Regions from separate parts of the Mus musculus genome. Here all the other regions are linked to region 2. A link is a contact called in public Hi-C and HiCAR-type data. All regions are on one chromosome and are shown on one strand. Each heading gives the region's core, a stretch centred on a gene start, on an enhancer-like site or on the middle of the called end of the contact. The rest is flanking DNA. Distances are from core to core; before and after follow the strand shown.

Region 1 (2,907 bases), core at 314-2,813, 220 kb before region 2:
TCCTTCTGTTTACCCTTTTTCCTTTCCTTTTGTTACTGGCAGAACCTGAGCCCGCTCTTCTGGTACTTTGCTCTTTCTCACTCTTCCTCTGCAGCTCTCCGCTCTGTCCTGCCTCATGGATGCTTACAGAAGGCACAGTGGTCTCTTTTCTGCCCTGGGGCAGAGTCCAAGATCTCCAGCTTGTTTGACCTGGAGTTTCTTTTCGAAATTTTAATAAAATTGTTTTTGAGTTTCCTTTTGGAGTCCATTCTTAAATAGCTTTACTAGTGAGACTAAGAATCCAAAAAATGGTACTTTCCCAAAATTTCAGGTACCAGTATTCTTACTCTGGGAGATTGAGAATCTAGTAAAAATTGCATCTGCCTAACAAGTCTACCACTATAACCCTTCTTTCCATAAAGCCCCCTATATTCCCAGTCACCTTGCCACAATCACTACCCTTAGAGACTTGAGAATTTTGCTTTTCGCTTGTTTCTCTACAATTCTTGTATCATTCTTGTTTAGAAGGCACCATTCTTAGTCTACTTATTGAGCTTCCTATGGAGGGTACACACTTCAGTCTAATATATATATATATATATATATATATATATATATATATATATATATGTGTACATTTACATATATGTACACACATATATACACATACATATATGTACATATACATATATGTACATATATACACATACATATATATTGTATGTGTATGTATAATACATATGTATATTGTATATCTGTAGTATATTAAACATTTGAATCTTTTTCCCTTTTTAACCTGTCTTATGCCGTGTGCATTTTAGATATAGACATTATAATTTAAAATAGGGGAGGAAAAAAAATCCTCTCCCTCTCTCCCTGTGGGCCAGGGCAAATGCAACTCATGTTCCATGATTTGGCCCAAGCTTCAGTCTCCAATCCCATTTTCCCTGGCGTGTGGCCCCACCGCCATTTTTGATAAAGTGTTTTCCTATTTGGTAATTGTTCAACCTGCAAAAGCCCTATCAGTCAGCTCCCAGAGGGGAGACATATGAGTGACATCACAGACCCTGAGAGAGATCTTCATCGTGGGAACAGAGCCACAGAGAGCAAGTTCTGTGCTCACACTCCAGGGGCCTGATTTATCTACTGTTCTCATTCAGCAAAGGAGAAATCTCCACGTTCAGAAGATCCAAGCCATCAGAACAGTTAAAAATGTTCCTTGGTGCCAGCGCAGAGTTTAGGGTCCAGGTCTTGGCAGCAGCAGATATGGAAAGCCTACATCTTGGGAATCCAACTGCCCAGTCAGTGACTGTCTCCTGATTTACTCAGGGGTGGGGAATTGGAGACACCTGGTATCTTTCCTCAGCTTCCAAAAGACTTTTCCTCTCCCTCTACTGTTGCTCACTACAATGCCCCCTCCCCCAGTGCTCTCTCAATTCAATCTAAGAACCGCTCTCTTTGGATCAGAGAATGAATTCAGGATCAGCCCAAGGGAGAGATGCGTTAAAACAAGAATATCCATCTGGCTCCCACAGAGAGATGAGGGCAGGGTGGGGGAGGTGTGGGCTCATCCCATTAGCCCCTCTGCAGCAGGGACCCCTCCTCATCCCCAGGATCTCCATTGTTACACAAACGAAGTCCCTGGTACTAGAGTGTATTGGATGCAAATTGAATTAAGTCTCCATCTGTTATTCATTGCAGAAATGGGACTGATTTTCCCCCTTTCCTTTTCTGATTTTTTTTTAACTCTCCATGTTTCATACTTGCTAATGAGTGGATCTAATAGCATTAGGACTATGGGCTGGAGGCAGCTCTGCTCAGACTGGAGCCTTCTTACACTCCTCGCCGCCCCAAGAGACACACTCCCCCTCCCGCCCTCCTTTTGCATTCCTGCTGCCTCGGGCCTCCTAGAAAAAGTACCCAAGCTGTTGATTCAAAATAGATATTCATTTGCATGAAATTAGCATGTTGCTCATTTAATTCTTCATTCCACCCCCAGTCCCTTCATCCCAGGTCCTGTTCGGGATACAGACTGGCCTGGCTAGTGCAGGGAAAGAGCCCTGCACTTTAGACAATTTCTCCAGGAGCAGTTTTAGAAGAGATGTATACATCAGGGCTGAGGGCAGCCCAGGACAGCAGAAGGAAGCAGATACCTGTGAACCAAAGCTTTCATCAAGGTTTTGCCGCTGTACCTGTTGTTAGCATCTCTCTTGGGAAAGCATGATTGACAGGGTGAGAGCCAGGGAGGTAAGTGGGGTGCTGTACAATAGGGAGAGAGAGAAATTGAGAAGATCTTGGAAGGGAAAGAAGCCACTTGCCCCTGGGATCCAGGTTGCATTGCTCCATGGCTGAGAATCAAAACCTTCAATACAAATGACAAAATCAAGATTGTCTATGAAGACAATACGTGCATTTCCAAGAGATCTCATACAGGGATACTAAAGATAACAGATGGACTGTACTCACTCATGGCCATAGTATTTGTGATCTCTGAATTTAAACCTATCAGCACTTTGATCTCCTCCCTAAACCTGAACAATGAACCATCTTACCCATTTCATCACAAAGAAGAAATTTTGTGTGTGTGTGTGTGTGTGTGTGTGTGTGTGTGTGTGTGTGCACGCGTATGTGAAAGTCAGAGGATAACCTACAGTATCTTTCCTCAGGCACTGTAATGACTTGTATTTTCTTTTGTAAATGAAACTTAAATGACATGTGTCCCCAATAGCGTCACACATTTGAGCACATGTCCTAGTTGGGGTTACTGTCTGGGGGAGGTTATGGGGCCTTTAGGAGGTGGAGCACTGCTGGAGGAAGTAGGTCACTAGGGTAGAAGCCTTCCAGTCTGCTCTCTCTGCTTTGAGTTTGGAGTTGGTGTTAGGATAAATTGGAAAAGGTGGGCGTGCCTTTCAAGGCCCCTGCCGAGGT
Region 2 (2,700 bases), core at 160-2,659:
CCAAGCTGCACATCTGCTACATATGTGAAGGGAGGATTAGGTCCAGCCTGTGTATGTTCTTTGGTTGGGGGTTCAGTCTTTGAGAGCCCCAAGGGTCCAGGTTAGTTTCTGTGGGAACTCCCATCACTTTACAGAAGAGATTTCTGAGTCTCTGCATTGCTGTCTCCACATCTCTTTGTCTTGTGCATGTCTCCTGTGTCTATAGTACATGTGGCATGCCATCATCTTTCAGGGCCTGTGTCTAACAGATCTGCGTGTCCTTGCAGGGCCGACAGCATGAGGCAGTCAGTTTACACATGACTATAAGGGTATAAATATAACCTGGATGTTTTGAGTATTTGCCATGTTGTAGTAAAATTTCACAGTAGTTTATTCAGGATCACTGTTTTTAGTGATATTTTCATATAATATTTAACCTTGGCAAGATTTGTGTAAAGCCAATAAAATCTGTTTAGCTAGAGGAAACAAGACTTGCTGGCTCCTTTTGAAATCAATGAACACAGGGTGGGAAGAAAATTGTTTCCTTTCTCTCTGTTCGCTTCCATCTCGTTCCATATCAGCCTGTTGAAGCAACTCTGGACCTGTAACCCCTTCCCAAACTGCTCACACATCAGGGTTGGTTTGCCAGGTTTTACCTAACTCTTTCGGGAGAATAAGAAAGAGATTTTTAAAATAGAATTAAACAATTTTTAAATTTGTTTCATTGTACTTGTATGTTGCTAGTTCTTACACACTCACACACATACACATGTAGATAAACACTCTTACACATTCATAGACACACCCACACATACACATATAAACACTCTAACACATTCATACACAAACACACTCACACATTCACTCACAGTCACACAGACGTATACACACAGTTACACAGTCACACACAGAGATGCACACTCATTCATACACAATTACACACATACTCAGACATACAGTCACACATACAGACTCACACCCACAGTCACACATACAGACTCACACACACGGTCATACCTACAGATTTATACACACTCACTCACATTCTCTCTCTCTCTCTCTTTCTCTCTCTCTCTCTCTCTCTCTCTCTCTCTCTCTCTCTCTCTCTCACACACACACACACACACACACACACACAAACAGGTCAAATTTTGAACTAAACAGCTCCTGCTTTTAATGTGCTTTTTAAATGTCTAAATGCTTTGTTGAAATGAAGATGCAAGTTTGGTTTGGCCATGACCATTATCCTAGGACAAGGAGGAAAGCATGTTTTACCTGGCCAGGAAGAACCCCAGCCTTGGGCAGCCTCCCTCTGACTCCACATCTTCCTGGGCTGTGGGAAAATATGGCTGCCTTCCAGCACCTCCCTGGAGAGACAGAGAGAAATCCTCAAAGGTGTGGCAGGGGCTCAGGAGCAGCTGTCAGCAGTTGGGAAGGTGAGGCACCTGCTGGGAAAATGATAGTAGTGCAAGAAGGTAGCACACAAAGGCCTGAGGCCCAGGAGAGGCCTTCAAAGCTATCCTTCCTGAAGCAGCCTCATGGGAGCCATCTTGGAGTACCTGCAGAGGAACCCTGTGGACTGAGACTACAGGATGCAAGACAGGAGAGCACGCTGGAGCCAGATCCGAGGCTCAGAGACACCAGCATGCATTATTTATACCTCCTGACAATACATACCACAGACAAATTTAACGGATAGATAATATTATTCTTTCTTTTGTTCACTTTTGATTGGTTCCAGCTAGAAAAAAGAAATTCCTTTATTTTATTTCAACCTGTCTGCTAAACTAGGCCAGTGTGTCATAGAAACAGACTTTTTTCTTTGAGATGAGTGAAGTGTCCAACTCGAAGAAATTTTTCTTTGAATCAGTGGATTATTTCTTTTTAATTGGCTTTTTAACTGTGTTTCATTCTTTGAGGATCAGTCCTGGGGGAACGTTAGAACCTCTGTCATTTAAAGCTTTGAGGTAAGATGACTGAACTACAAAGCTGAAGGTGAATTTTTTAAAAGGTGAATTATAGAATGTTCCTCCATCCCTATTAGTGGCATTGAGAGAAAGTGATGTGGGAGAGAGGCCATCTTTTGATAATTATTTATCAGTGGCTGTGTGTTGGACTACACTAATGCAAAAGCTAGAAAGTCACAGTTAATGGTATTATTTGCCACTCAGTAGGTGCCAGGTGCTGGTTAAGCCCCTTGCTTATTAGACTCATTTTATCCAGTCCCAGAGGATTGATATTAATACCACCTCGTGTCACAGTGGAAGATACGAAGAGTAAAGAGCTTAGGGAACTTGCTGGTAACAGAGGAGGCCTGCTTTGAACACAGTCAGTTGGGTGCAGGAGCCCAAGGTCTCTGCTGGTAAGCTTGCCTACCTCCTCGATTCTACTGGTGGGATCAAAACACAGCTGTTGGAAGGCACACAGGGCCTGCAACTTCTGCATAGTGTTTATAGATAGCTCAGTTGCCCAAAACTAGAACTTGCTTTTGCAGCAAGAGATGAACAGGAAATAGCTATTTTCAATAGCAAGATCAAAGATCCTGGCTGGGAAAATACATGCTTAGCCTCTTAAATGTTTTCATGGTAACAGCATAGCAGATGTAGATATATAGGTAGGTAGATAGATAGATAGATAGATAGATAGCAAAAAAGGCAGATAGGGAGGTAAACAGGGAGGATGGAAAGGAAGGAAGAGAGGAGGAGGAAGAGAAGGAAGAAG
Region 3 (2,700 bases), core at 23-2,522, 180 kb after region 2:
GGGATATCTTATCTCTTGCTGCATGAGTCCTTTGTAAGCAAAAAAAAAAAAGATTATCTTTGATAAGCTCTCCAAAATATTTATATTAATATTGATAAATTGGGGCAATAGGAATGAGTGACTGACGCACTGTCTCTGATACATATGTGTGTGTGTATATACACACACACATATATATATATATATGTCTCTGATACATACGTGTGTGTATATATATATATACATACACACACTGATATGCATAATTTGTACTTTTGGGTATGTGAGTTTTATGTCCTTTCTGGCCCTCACCATTTAGTGCCCTTTCCAACCTTCATGTTTCCATAGCAACCTGGCCTCTTCCTGTCCTTCCAACCACAGACCTGTCTAGTGAGTACAGAGCCGGCTGCTCTGGGCAGCGCCTCTGCTCTGCTCGCAGTAGCACAGTCTACAGTGTGACTGCATGGAGGCTCCCAGCCTTGAGTGGTTTCTAAGCATGCTGTCTGTTTAGCCAAGAAAGCAAATGGAGTCGCCTCCAAAAGAATAAGGGGTGGCTGTTTGTGCTTGTGGAGACCTTTCCATATTGACATTTGTGTTTAAAACAGAAAAGAATTGGGAAAACATGGGGGGGGAGCAAAGTATGGCAACTCCTTCCCACAGTTTTACTGTTCATGCCTCATGGGATTGTGCTCGTACACACACACACACACACACACACACACACACACACACACACAGAGAGAGAGAGAGAGAGAGAGAGAGAGAGAGAGAGAGAGAGAGAGAGAGAGAGCGCAATATAATAAAGTGAGGAAGGCCTGGGAGCAAGAGGAAACCAGAGGAAGTGGAGAGAGCTGCTCAGAGAAAAGGAGAAGGACCTGTGCCCCTGACAACATGGCAGCCCGTGTCTCACAACAGAGCCTGTAGCTCTGTCCCCCTTCATTCTGGTCCCCCGAACACTTGGTGCTAGAAAAATAATAGAACAATGCCACCTCCTAGGCTGCTGGGTTGGAAGGGCTAGACGTCCTCTCCAGACAGTAGGATCCAAGGGACAAGAGCATCCCCCTAGACTAGCCTGAAAACCTGGCTGAGTCCGAGCTGCAGGCATCCAGGCTGGCCTTAATGATGTGAGGCCACATGGGTGCTGGGGGCCTAAGGCCCTCGGCTAGGCAACAAGAGCCTTTGCACTGTGACTGTGTATATTACAGCACTTGAGGCTGGAGGCCAGGGAGAGCTGGTCCTGCCTCCCACCAAGCAGCAGTCAGCTAAGGCAGGTGATGACGGGTCTACGGAGTTCAGCTCCCACACCCTGGCTAAGGCCTCCCATACATAATTAAAGAGGGGAGAACCGTGCTTCCTGGTTGTGTATACTGCATGGAATGGTTTTTTTTGTTGTTGTTGTTTTCCTCCTGTGGTAGACAGCTACGGGGGCTGCTTTCTCAGTGGTCCTCTGTGTGTGGCTGCAATGACTTTCAGTTCCTGATGCCTTTGTGGTTTGGTTTTGTGAGAGGAACAAGCATGACAATAAGCTGGGCTCATTTGCACGGGTTGGAGGGTTTTCTTGTTTGTTTGTGGTGTATTTGCATTTGAAAGAGGAATTCTTCTAACTACTCCCCTCTACCACAGTGGCTCCGCCCTCCCCCCCTCCCCCCTCCCCCCGCCCCCATCCCTCCTGCTATATAAGTCCCAGGAAATAGGAGAAAGCTACAGGACCCATTTGCACAACCCTGTCCTGTTTGAGACACCGCTTTGCATCTTTGGTCTTGTCTGTCAATGAAACACAATCTTGGCTCCAGACTTCTCCTGAAGAGGAATGAAATATTTCTCCCCTGACGGGTGTTTCGGTTTTTATATTTCTTCAGACATTTCTACCCACAGATAAGATGCTTAGTTGTGAAATCTGAGCAGGAGGTTGGAGTCTGTTTTATTTGAACCACTTGACTACTGACCCAAATCATAAGTCCCAGAGGACAGTGAGATAAAGCATAGGGTATCCCGATTGGCAGCAGCCTGAGTTAGCAGGAATGTATTAGTCACCATAGGATCAAGATGCAGAGGATGTGAGCCACCGTGCAAAGGAAGCCGAGTAGCTGGGGTCATGTAGAACTCCGTCAGTCAGTCAGACAACACGGGTGAAATTAAATAATATCTCCTACAGAGGTGTAGTTGTGTGTATGTGTGTTTCTGAGTGTATATGTATGTGTGTGTGTGTGTGTGTGTGTGTGTGTGTGGTGTATATGTGTGTGTGTGTGTATATCTATGTGTGGTAATAATCTGTTTATAACCATAGGTGAAGGAAGTTTTCATAAAGCGTATCAAGAGAAACTACTTGTCACATATAAGCCCTTCCAGGCTTGCTTGGGAAGAACCTGTGTCATGATAGACCATAAGACCGTGCATTCTGTCAGCTCACAGTGGGACAGGGATATGACACTCACAGCTAAAGCGCTTCTCGCTCATTCAACAGAAGCATGCTTTCAAAAGATGTCTTGACCTTACATCTTTTCCCTTTTCTCTTAACCTCAACTGTCAAAAGCTAGAACTTCCTTCCCCCAACACCCAGGCCTGTGAAAGTTACAATTAGGAAACTTAAGACTCTTAGGGTCGGTCATTCAGTCACAAACTGTAATGTGGGGTAAAGCACATGGCAAAAGGAACATAGGTGAACTGAAACCCTGGTTTACACCGTAAACCTCGAGATCCTGTCTTATCCATGTAGTCTTG

Evidence for each region. Hi-C and Micro-C count contacts between places; a contact is called where the count stands out from the background. HiCAR-type assays count read pairs that join an accessible place to other places.
Region 1: a contact with region 2 is called in a HiCAR-type map of embryonic stem cells, with 4 times the contacts expected there. The contact joins two enhancer-like sites. A contact is called at or near these places in 10 of 484 Hi-C or Micro-C datasets (embryonic stem cells, olfactory sensory neurons, rod photoreceptor and 1 more), 3 of 115 datasets of contacts at active chromatin or transcription factors (all in embryonic stem cells) and 1 of 9 other capture datasets (embryonic stem cells).
Region 3: a Hi-C map of embryonic stem cells shows a contact between it and region 2, with 2.4 times the contacts expected there. The contact joins two enhancer-like sites. A contact is called at or near these places in 2 of 484 Hi-C or Micro-C datasets (both in embryonic stem cells), 1 of 115 datasets of contacts at active chromatin or transcription factors (embryonic stem cells) and 1 of 9 other capture datasets (pancreatic islet).

Annotation. Positions count from the first base shown.
Region 1 is chr9:49,934,882-49,937,788 of GRCm38.p6, reverse strand. No RefSeq gene overlaps it. Among named protein-coding and RNA genes, the nearest start is that of Gm25633, 110 kb to the right of the region's middle. Within about 2 kb of position 1,563, at least 24 of the 459 cell types and tissues checked have an H3K27ac peak or open chromatin away from gene starts, as enhancers often do. A contact at or near this core is called in embryonic stem cells, where this site is marked.
Region 2 is chr9:49,713,995-49,716,694 of GRCm38.p6, reverse strand. The region is part of intron 1 of Ncam1 (neural cell adhesion molecule 1); the gene reads left to right. Among named protein-coding and RNA genes, the nearest start is that of Ncam1, 84 kb to the left of the region's middle. Within about 2 kb of position 1,409, at least 10 of the 459 cell types and tissues checked have an H3K27ac peak or open chromatin away from gene starts, as enhancers often do. A contact at or near this core is called in embryonic stem cells, where this site is marked.
Region 3 is chr9:49,532,878-49,535,577 of GRCm38.p6, reverse strand. All of the region lies in intron 13 of Ncam1 (neural cell adhesion molecule 1), which reads left to right. The region is part of intron 2 of Gm11149 (predicted gene 11149); the gene reads right to left. Among named protein-coding and RNA genes, the nearest start is that of Gm11149, 16 kb to the right of the region's middle. Within about 2 kb of position 1,272, at least 66 of the 459 cell types and tissues checked have an H3K27ac peak or open chromatin away from gene starts, as enhancers often do. A contact at or near this core is called in embryonic stem cells, where this site is marked.